Linked DNA regions of Mus musculus: all the other regions are linked to region 3. The links are chromatin contacts, called in public HiChIP or PLAC-seq and promoter capture Hi-C maps. All regions are on one chromosome and are shown on one strand. The core of a region is the stretch at or near the end of the contact, and the rest is flanking DNA. Distances in the headings are between cores, read along the strand shown.

What was found. Promoter capture Hi-C pulls out the DNA fragments that hold promoters and counts their contacts. HiChIP or PLAC-seq counts read pairs in DNA pulled down with a chosen protein or histone mark.
Region 1: a CTCF HiChIP or PLAC-seq map of the NIH/3T3 cell line shows a contact between it and region 3, with 24 read pairs. The contact joins two enhancer-like sites. A contact is called at or near these places in 2 of 15 datasets of contacts at CTCF or cohesin (the NIH/3T3 cell line and embryonic stem cells), 1 of 484 Hi-C or Micro-C datasets (liver), 5 of 115 datasets of contacts at active chromatin or transcription factors (all in embryonic stem cells) and 1 of 9 other capture datasets (embryonic trunk).
Region 2: a contact with region 3 is called in a promoter capture Hi-C map of the 3T3-L1 cell line, with 9 times the contacts expected there. The contact joins the promoter of Rtl1 here to the enhancer-like site in region 3. A contact is called at or near these places in 5 of 39 promoter capture datasets (the 3T3-L1 cell line, 3T3-L1-derived adipocytes, embryonic stem cells and 1 more) and 1 of 9 other capture datasets (adipose tissue).

What each region holds. Positions count from the first base shown.
Region 1 is chr12:109,957,031-109,960,335 of GRCm38.p6, reverse strand. No RefSeq gene overlaps it. Among named protein-coding and RNA genes, the nearest start is that of Gm34554, 37 kb to the right of the region's middle. Within about 2 kb of position 1,800, at least 31 of the 459 cell types and tissues checked have an H3K27ac peak or open chromatin away from gene starts, as enhancers often do. A contact at or near this core is called in the NIH/3T3 cell line, where this site is marked.
Region 2 is chr12:109,598,180-109,602,046 of GRCm38.p6, reverse strand. Rtl1 (retrotransposon Gaglike 1) reads left to right here and starts at 1,717. Exons shown (of 2, transcript NM_184109.2): 1 at 1,717-1,778.
Region 3 is chr12:109,797,346-109,800,870 of GRCm38.p6, reverse strand. No RefSeq gene overlaps it. Among named protein-coding and RNA genes, the nearest start is that of Mir3072, 51 kb to the right of the region's middle. Within about 2 kb of position 1,785, at least 27 of the 459 cell types and tissues checked have an H3K27ac peak or open chromatin away from gene starts, as enhancers often do. A contact at or near this core is called in 3T3-L1-derived adipocytes, the NIH/3T3 cell line and liver, where this site is marked.

The sequences.
Region 1 (3,305 bases), core at 551-3,050, 160 kb before region 3:
GGGAGATGACCATCCCTCCTGCTGTGCACCTCTGTCCCCAGGAGAGGCTGTCCATCGATCTTCTTTCCAAGGGCGTGCTGGCTGCATGCAAGTGCATAGGCTCACCACTCCAGGTCTGGGGTCTCGAACTCAGGCAGCTGCCCTAGGATGTAACCACCAAATGGACTTTTTTCCTGTTGGCATGGGGTGGGGGGTGGGGGGCAGAGATATGGGGTTACCTGAAGGACCTGGAGCAACACCCAGGAGGTAAGATCTAAGATTCACTAAGGAAGCAGAGACCCCGGAGTGCTCTTTAAGCCTTCCCTATTTGGACCTAATAGAAGGGAATATCCACACCAAACACCTGAGGGGCCAGCTCCTCACACACAACAGATGGCCAGGGTCTGAGCTGACACTCCCTCTCATTTGGATGGCCTTGCAGACTGAGGTCATCTGCAGGATCCAGGCAATGGGCTCTCCAGACCCTTTAGACCCAACAACCTGAGAAGGGAGGTTTGCCCTGAGCAGAGGCAAGCCCCACAACAAGGAAAGATAAGCTTAGCATCGCTGTCAGATCTAACAAATAACAATGCAGATCACTAGTTAGTGTGGGTTCTAGTGTTTAGTGCTAGCATGTTCCAAACATGACTGCTTATCAGGAAGTTGCATATAACTGGACACCTGACATGCCACTCAGGAATCCAGAAAGGAGGCTGACTTCTGACCAGCCATTGAAAACTCTCCCTACCTGTTGACCCCATCCTCTGTTGCATCTCTGACCATGAGGGTCCCTCCACTTCTCACTGCCAAGCTCTTTGCTCCCAAAACTCCCTCATCCCCAGTGATCCTGACAAAGTGCCCCATTGGGTGGGAATTGGCCTTTAGCCCCCACTGCTACATGGTGGGTTCCTGCTTCTGGAAATCTTGGAGGCTTCAGTTTGGGTTCCCCCCTCTAGTTCACCTCAGTGTTAGAGGAGGCCCGAGGGTGTCCCTCCATGGGGGAATGCTGAGAAGTCACTTGACACAGCTCCTGGGTCCTTACCATCAGACCCTGAAGTGCTAAGCTCACAAGATGTTGCTTCTGAGCTCTGACACCCCTCAGGAAATGACTGAGAACTATTGCCAGGGCATGACTTAGCAGAGGCCACCAAGAGCTGGTGGCAGAGCAGAGGTATCTTCAGGTGGAGGACTTTGGGGTGCTGGTCATTTTCTTTGAGCTCCTGGTGGTATGGTACCGGAGGCGGCCCCTCTCTCCCCTAGGCAGGGTGGAGTGTCCGTTTGCAAGCTGACCGAAACTCCGTGGGTCTGGAGGTCTCAGGCCAGAAATGTTTTCATTTTCCCAGAGGGTAAATGCGCTCCTGCCTGGGTGGTAAGTGGAGCCCTGTGATTGGTTTACCATCTACTCTAGCCCCAGGCCCTTGGGCACGGAGGACGGCCACTGGGGGGCAGTGCTAGCCAGGAGACCTGGCAGGGATCCACCCTCCTCCCGCCAGAGGCCCTGCGGCAGGGAGCTGTGCATACCAGACTCTTACTCACAGTGAGTGAGGATCAAGGTAGTGCTGGACTCTGGGCTTTCTCCTAATGTCCAGAGCCACACCCATCTGGACTCCCCCCTCCATCTCTTTCTCTCCCAACACACACACACACACACACACACACACACACACACACGCACGCACGCACACACGCACGCACGCACGCACGCACAGGCTCAGATTAATTTACCCAGCCTACTTCTTTATCTCCAAAACTGAGCCCAGTGTCCAGTGCCGCTTTGAGGGTGCTCCACATTCCATCAAGGTCGCTCAGCCTCAGCTTTGGCCCTGGGATGGGTTATGCTGCACTGACTGTCCCCCTTGCTAGACTGCAGTGCCAGGAAGTCTTCCATCCTAGCCAGTCCCAGTACCCATTTTACAAATGGCAAAACCAAGGCCCTGAGACAGGTAGTGACTTACCCAGGGACACACAGAAAATTAGGAATGGTTTCCCTGTTCTTCCTCTACGCCCCTTCTGCATACACACTGGGTGGCACTCAAATCTCGAGGACCTTAGGAGGCCCACCCCTGCATCAATGTCCCCCATGTCCTTCCCCTGCAGATTCCAGACCTCCTAGGGCCAATGCCTAACACTCTCCTGTGTCCTGTACTTAGCTCACAGTGGGCCTCACTGCAGGCAGGGCTCTTGCTTTCTGCAAATCTCCTCTTCTGTGGAATGGGGCATGCCTGAACCCTTGAGAGTCTGCAGGGAGAGAATGTATGCAAATTCCTGGAGAGTTCCAGGTGTTTAGGCATGAGCACCCAGTGGCCATCTATCTGCATTCAGTCTCCCTACCCTGTCCCAAGGTCCCTGGTGCTCTCCCACTGATGCTCCTGTTCTAGACGCCCCCGCTCCCCAGCCTGAGACAATGGATCCACCTGGCAGGAGGCTCATCTGGGCTCTGAGATACTGCCCCCTGTCTTCTTCAGTATTCAGTCCCAGGCAGGGTGGGCTCAGAGAGAAGAGATGCCCTGTGGCTTGGCACACACAGAAGGGACAGGGTGGAACATGTGGGTAGCCTGTGGCTTTCCTTAGGAGGTGTCCACCTGTCTGCTGTTGCAAACAATCACACACACACAGACACACACACACACACACAGAGAGAGAGAGAGAGAGAGAGAAGAACAAGCCATGTGAGGGAAGGTGGCAGCAAAAGGGGGTGTTAGGGGAGACATTCCTGAGGAGGCCCCGCAGTCATTACACATCAGTAGCTGGGTTTTTTTGTTTTGTTTTGTTTTGTTTTGTTTTTTGCCTCAGCTCCTCAGAGAGCTCCTCCGCGTGTCTCCTGGGCTTTGCCAGCTACTCTGAAGCTGCCAAGGTTTTCTGACATGGAAGCACAACTCTCCCTCACTTCTAGGCTGAGTGAGCTGTTTCCCATGAGTCTCAGAGCAAGCCAGGGGCAACAGCAAGAGCAATAGCATGGATGTACCAAGGCCACTGTCCCTGTCCCCTTATGCTGCCTGTACAGCTGCCCTACCCTCTCCTGTGTGTGTGGGTGTTCATGTGTTTGTGTGTTTGCATGTATGTGCATGTTCATGCGTGTGTGTGTGTGTGTGTGTGTGTGTGTGTGTGTGTTCATGTGTTTGTGTGTGCATATTCATGTGTGTATGTGTTCATGCGTGTGTTCATGTGTTTGTATGTTTATGTGTATGTATGTATGTGTGTGTGTGTGTGTGTAGGCCAAAGGTCAATGTCAAATGCTTTCTCAGTCACTTTCCCACCTTAATTTTGGAGACAAGGGTCTCTCATTGGCCTGGAGCTCCCAGGTCCGCTAGCCTGGCTGGCTGGTG
Region 2 (3,867 bases), core at 468-2,967, 200 kb after region 3:
TCACCATCTCTAAGATACAAGTACTGTCAGCCCTATGCCTGCAGGCATTAAGGTGCGACCACGTTGTTAAAAGAGTACCAGGCATAGAGAAGAATTTGCCAGAGCCAGGCAGGAGCTGTAGATTCAAGGCAAGGATTAGACAACCTGTAAATTTTCAACCATTGCTTGGATTAGAAGACTTGGATTTAAATGAAAGTAGGAGCCTAATTTCTAGGTGCGGGTATTAGAACCAAGGGGGAACAGGAGTCCCTGAGCGCCACCTGTTTCTTTGGGCCATGCTGTTGCCAGAAGAAAGTAAGAAAGCCAAGGGGAAACTGAGGGGTAGGAAGAGAAGGCCATGTGCAAAGTCAAGGCCCCAGCGGGGCTAGCAGCTGCGCAGGCTGCATCTCCATCCAAGGCTCATCTCTGCCCACATGCCTTGAAAGGAAAGTTTAGGCTCAGGAGCAGCTGATTGGCTATGCAACTGGGCAACCCAAAGAAGAAGGGGGGGTTGGTGCTCCTGCACAGCCCCACAGCCCCTCCCAGAGTGGCATACTCTCCCCCCACCCCTCCACAGTTATTCTGGGAGAGTGACCGAGCTGACCCCCATGCTTCCAGTTAAACATGAAGGAGCCAGGACACAAGGCTGCTGGGTCAAGGGCACAGCTCTGCCTCCGGATGCAACAAGCTGAGGGTATAGTGCAAGAAATGCCCATCAACTTACTTTGATTCACTCTCTATCCTGAGTCATTGGATTCTCCCTTCAAAAGAGCTTAGTTGCCCCACCATAGGGATGAAGGCCTGATGATGGAGGCTTTTTATCCAGACTACAGAGTAAGGAGAACAATGTGGCTATGCAGAAAAGAAAGATAAAGGCTCTCTCCTCTCAAATGCCCAAGCCAGGGTGGAATGGGCAAGACCAGTGGGTAGCCCTGCAGACTCCAGTGGCACTGGAACCACAGCATTAGACCCAAGCTCCTTTTAAGAAGCCCCGATGAGGGTATGGCTTAGCCCATCCAGCAAGCTGAATAGGAAGAGGGACCAAAAACTACTCTTCTCCACTAGGAGATGCAACAAGGACCCTAGGGCTCCACCCACCAAGGGCACATCTTGACCCTGACATTTGTGAAAAACAAAATAAGTAAATAACATAATTTGTGTCCCTTATTGTCCTGGCACAATTACCCCTGTTCTAGTGCTCCATGTCCATCCATACCACCAGAAGGCCAGGGCAGTGGAGCAATGACAAAAAAAAAAAAAAAAAAAAAAAAGAGTCTTTATTCTGAGGAAACTTAGTTCTATAGGCCTGAAGGCTTAAGCACCACTTAAGTGCCACCGAATGACTCATAAAAGAAATCCAAAGTAACAGGGGTCTTCATCCTGCAGCCAAGACCCCAGGTATAGCAAAGAAGGTCTTTGAGAGCCATGGCTGCCCTCAACTCCTCTACGTGGCTTCACTGTCCTCCTGAGCTCTTAGGGGCCTCATGTCCTTCTCCTCTGTCCTCACCTTTCCCCTAATTCCTCCACCCTCACACCCCCACCCCACCCCAGCCCATGCTGAACATTCAACTCTGCTCCTAAATACATTCTCCTCTCCTCTCCCAAGCTCTATTTTTAAAATCAGATTTCCTTTACTGTACAGGGAAAGGTATTCGCTGAGGGATTTGCCCCCCCTGCCCCCCCCCCACTGAACCCTTCATAGATGCTCCGTGGCAGCCCTGACACCATGGGCCACTTGCTCAGAGGCAATCAAGGAGCTAACGTGACCAAGTCTCGCTCTCGGGCAGGCGCTAACAGTGGTGAGACTGGGGTGTCTGTCTTCAATGTTGTGGGGCAGAGGGTCTGAGAAAGACCCAAAGGGTACATTCCCACCCTAGGCACTAGGTCTAGATTTTTATAGACATTTTCAAAAAGATATTATGTAAGGTTTGAGAACATACATTGAGACACATCTGAAAGACGGACAAGTGTCTCGTCTGCATGACCTAGAGGCAAGCAGAATGGGCTTCGGTAGAGGAGGCAAGGGAAGTTGAGGTGATTGTAAAATAAGACATCAGAGAGGGAAGACAGCATTCCAACATGTCCCAAGTCCACTCAGAGGGGCAGACCCCTGAGCTGGGCCACCTACCTGGTGTAGCACTTCCCTTCTCTTGCGACAGGGGGGCTCGTACCCTCAGCAGATCCTTAATGTTCGTGGCATGGTGGCTACCCGGTGGTACTGTCTCAAGTTCTTTAGGGTCCAAGCAGGATACCTAAGCCAAAAAAGAAAAAAAAAGAGAAAAGACTGTTGGGTGAACTGAAGACTAAAAAAATACAAAATGCAAAAACTTTTTGATTGAAAAACAGCAAAATCAAATTTGGCTTAGGAAAGACTCAAGTCTTTCAACAGGAACACCTGTGGAGAAACGAGGAAGGAAGCTATACAAAGTTTAAAATTTATGTTTCATGCAAAACAACTTAAGCTCTCAATTTCCCAAATCAGGGAAGCACCTATATGTTTTCCACAGGAGCGATACTTGCCCCAGGCTCCACTGAGTGCTAAAGCGCGTGGGCTTTGTGTTGCGGGCAGGAAGTTTGTAAGGCTGGACGTGAAGAATGGAGTAGTCAAACGAGGGTGTCACGCAAAGACAGTGGGTTGTTTCAGTGTTACTGGAAATGTAGGAGAAGATTTTAAGTGGGAGTTTTGTGAATCAATTTAAGTTTCTGGGGTAGAAATCTGGACTTTATTTTGAGAAATCAAAAATTTCTATCACACTAAGGGCTTTGGGCTTCTGCCAAAAGGCTTTAAAAAAAAAAAAAAACTTAATGGTGAGATTGCTTGCTTGTGGGAGATAAGCTTGTAGAATGAATGATAAAACATATTTTATGGCTAACAGCTTTGGACTTTATTATTACAAGCAACAAGAAACACCGAGAAATCATAACTAGGAAAGTGAACAGGCACACATTTAAGATCGTGCCCAAACACTCTGACTTTCTATGTGGAGAGAATGCCAAAGTTTGACTCTCAGGGCAAGCCAAGGAGCTATGATTAATGTAGACACCAAGGAAAGGTTTCAATTAGAGGAGTTACATGGCCGAGTTGGGGACTATGCAGAGAAGTTTGGAATTTATTTAGAGGCTCAGACGTGATGAGGTTTTTGCACATGTTTAAAAATTTGATTTATCCAATTCTAACGGAGTGACATGGTGAGTTTTCTGTGTTTGATAGATATAACATAGCTCTGTTATGAAATCAAATTCTCGCCGCATGCCAAGAATCTAGACTTTTTATGTCCTGCACAATTAAGAGACATTGCCGAGTTTTTAAGGTGGGGTCACAAGCTCAAATTTAATGAACTGTGCTAAGACGTGCGAATTTTATTCTAAGGGATGACGTATCAGATTATAATATCACTTGAGTAAGTTTGGACTTGAGCCAACAAACGGCTTCAAAGTGTGATGGGAGATTTGTTGGTTTCTTTTTTTTTTTTTCTTTTTCTTTCTTTCTTTCTTTCTTTCTTTCTTTTTTTTTTTTTTTTTTTTTTTGGTACGTGACATGATAAGATCCTGTACTGTCTGTTAAGAATTTGGAGCTTCATGCTACATAGAAACTTTGCAACGTTTTAAATCTGGGAGTGACTCCTTACAGCCTGTGAATTCAGCAGAGAAGGGAGTGGACACTGTAATATATTTAGGAGATTTGACCCATGTGCAAACTGAAGGCACTATTGCATCCTGAGTGAGGGGTGAGATATCATTTCTGATCCTTTTGCATGGGGGCGGGGGGTGCTGCGGGATGCTTGGAGTTTGGCCAAGGAAGGATTTTAAGGAGTGAAATGGTGAAGAGTTTTGTGTTCAAAGGAATCTGATGATGTTGAAGCGTGTTTTTATGCTAAGGTATGTGGA
Region 3 (3,525 bases), core at 536-3,035:
CCAATAAGGAAACTGAACCATTATCAGACACCATATGCAAAGATCAACTTCCAAACTTTAAAACTTATTACATGTGTGGTTTGTATATGCTTGGCCCAAGGAATGGCACTGTTAGGAGGTGTGACCTTGTTGGAGTAGGTGTGGCTTTGTTGGAGGAAGTGTGTCACTGGGGGTGAGCTTTGAGACCCTCCTCCTAGCTGCCTTGAAGACAGTCTTCACCTGTTTGCCTTCATAATAAGATGTAGAATTTTCATCTCCTCCAGTGTGATGTCTGCCTGGATGCTTCCGTGCCTCCTGCCATGATGAAAATGGACTAAATCTCTGAACTTATAAGCCTGCTCCAGTTAAATGCTGTCCTTTATAAGAACTGCCTTGGTTTAGGTGTCTCTTCACTGCAGTAAAACCTTGAGACATTACATATGATCCCAAACTGTACAATCACTAGAAGAAAACAAGAGGGAGCAGTTTCCATGACATTGAGATATTTAGCCTTATATAACTTAGAGCACTTTTTTTAGGTAAGGTCTCACTATGCAGCCTTGACTAGCTTGTAACTCACTATTAGGACCAGGCTAGTTTGAAGACATAGAGATCCACCCTTCTTTACCTCCCAAGTGCGAGAATTAAAGGAGTATGCCACCACAGCCAGCAGCTTTGAGAATGAAATATATATATATTTATGTATATAAATATATATATATATAATATATATTTATTTTTAAGCCACATATCATAAGGTTAATATCTAAAGTACATAAGGAACTGAAATAATTCAACCAGGAGAAAACAAAATGCTAATTGTAGAATGAGCGAAGACATTTTTTCTTTAAATTTTTTTCTTTAATAATTTCATATATACATACCAAATGTTAGGTCATACTCACCCCTACCCCACTTCCTGCTTTCCTTCTTCAACTTTCTCAGGACTCCCTCCACATTCCCCTCCCATCTTCATGTCTTCTACACTTTTTAAAATAAGCCACTGAGTCAGTAACAATGCTTGTATGTCCATGGGTACAGGGTATCACCCACTGGTGCATGGGCCACCTATGATGAAACTTGACTGTCCTTCCTACAATGGCCATCAAATAACAATAGCTCCTCCATGTCTATCCATGTAAATGAATAAGTATGATATACCTGTACACAGTGGGCTATCATTCAAACTTTGAAAAGAATGGAATTCAGCCACTTATGACAGGCAGGGTAAGTCTGCAGGAAGCCAGAAACCACAAGATCACATTACAAGTGGCAACCAAGAATATTAACTTTGGATCTGGGAGGATGATGATTCAGTGTGTAAACTATGCAAGCACACTGCTGGGACCCCTCACCATGTGCTTGGGGAAGATTCTTCATTTCTAAATGGGCGCTACTTCCATCTAAGTGAAGCCAATAGAGACCATTCTCCACTCCACCCCTTTGATGGTCTATCAGAGTTCTCTTCACACCATGGGTCCAGGGATGCCCAAGTAGAGCAAGATAAATCTCTTGCCTTGCCACACCCTGCCAGATCCAGTGTGTCCTCACTTCTGCTTCTGCTCACTGAGCACATTTGGATCATGGCTCTCACTGTAGAGCCAGAAGCCCATTGGCCACCAGAAGCCGGGTGTTTGGCAGGCCCAAGTCAGCTCTGGGCAGTAAACACTTCCTACTGGCAGGAGGGGAAAGAAGCTCTGGTCTCAAGGGTCCTTGGTCTCTGCTTCTCTTTGCTGCTCCAAGTAGCCATTGAGGAATCTGGCCACCAAGAATGGGAACTCCCAAGCTGGCAGGACACACCGTCCAGGGGACCCTGGACTCTCCAGTAAGGTACACAGGTCTTGCTTCACTGTTGGGTAATGCTCCGTGGTTATGACCAGGATTTTGCAAGAAGCGATGTTTATGAGATATTTTACCACTGGCAATTTGCTTGTGGTTTTTGGTTGGTGCCAAACCAGTCTCCAAAGACTGGAGTTCTGGAAACACATGGGGGGGGGGGGGTGGCATATGAAACTGAGCCTGCTGCCCTCAGAGCTCAGACTTGAAGCAGAACTCGGTTCATACTGCCTCCTAGGGCATTACTTGGGCATCAAAGATATGTGCAGCAGGGCTCTGGTGCCCTCCATCATAAGTAGGTGCTCTCCACTCTGACCTCCAGCCCAGGTTCAGGCTGTTTGGCTACTGTCACACCTCCCACTTAATATCCTAGCCCCAGGGACCTGAGCTGAGGACCCAGGTCCTAGCTCTCCTCTAGGTCCCCCCATTGCCATTATCTCTAGGCTGTACTTAAGAATTCTTCCAGATACTGCCAGTCTTCCCTGAGTTCTTTCCCTAATATCCCAAGTCTCCACTGGCTTGATCCCTCTTCTTGAAAGGATATCCATTGCCATTGAGACCCTAAGCTATGCTTCATCCTCAGGACCACACCCCTCTGCCTCTACATGAACTATGGCAAAAGTTCCTGCCTGGAATGTTTGTGTCCCCTTTGTGCATCCTCTTCCTTTACCCTCAGAGTCATACCCCAATAGTGTCCAGAGTAGATGCCTTGACAGGAAGCCCAGAACATGTTGCAAGCCTCCATGGATCCTACCCTTTCTCAGCCCTTTCTCTCATGAATATACCTCCCCTGACTCCAACACCCTAGCCAGTCCCTCAAGCCTCTAGGGATATCCTCCAGAGCCTTCTGTCCTGCAAGTTTGCCATTCCAGCCTGCCCAGGCTTGGCTATGGTCACTGGAGTGGGTTGCACAGTTCTAGGTCCCAACAAATGCCATGAGTCCCCTTGGCCAGAAAGTGATTGTTTCCATGGTGATCACTGTGCTGCTTTGAGTTTGAAATGCCCACCATAGGCTCAGGCATTCAAACACTTGCTGCCCAGTTGGTGGTGCTGTATGGGGAGCTTTAAGTGGTACAGTCTTGCTGGAGGTGCATCACCAGGGCTGGGTTTTTCAGAGGTCTTAGCTTTATACTACCACCCACTCATTCTGTCCCATGCCTGTTTGAAATGCAATCTTTCAGCTTCCTGATCTGTCTGTCTTCTGTGTCTACCAACATGGGCTCCAACTCTCTGAAACTTTAAGCCAAAATAGAGTCTTCAGTAAGACACCTTTGGTTCTGGTGTTTTATTACAGCAGCAGAAAAGTAATTCATACAACCATCCAGCGTCACTGGCCTTCCAGAACTACATGTATCCCAAAGTATATGCTACAAGGACTGATAAGTCCAGGGTCTCTGCCTCCAGGTTTGTGTCCTGCAGCTGCTTGGTATGGGACTGTCTGTGCGGAGCCCTGACTTGAGACCAGTGTACTCACTGAGAATCAGCTGACTCTCAACAATAATGCTAGAGCACGCATGGATAGAAGGTACCCTTTACCATGGAAATCCACATGGAGAAAAAGGAATTTGCCCCTCATCTTACTCCATATATAAAACCAGCTCAAATTGATTAAAGACTCAACTTTATATTTTAAACTATAAAGCTACTAAAAGTAAACAAAGGGAATTTGGTGAGCTGAGCAAGAATGGCCCCCAAATACACATATATTTG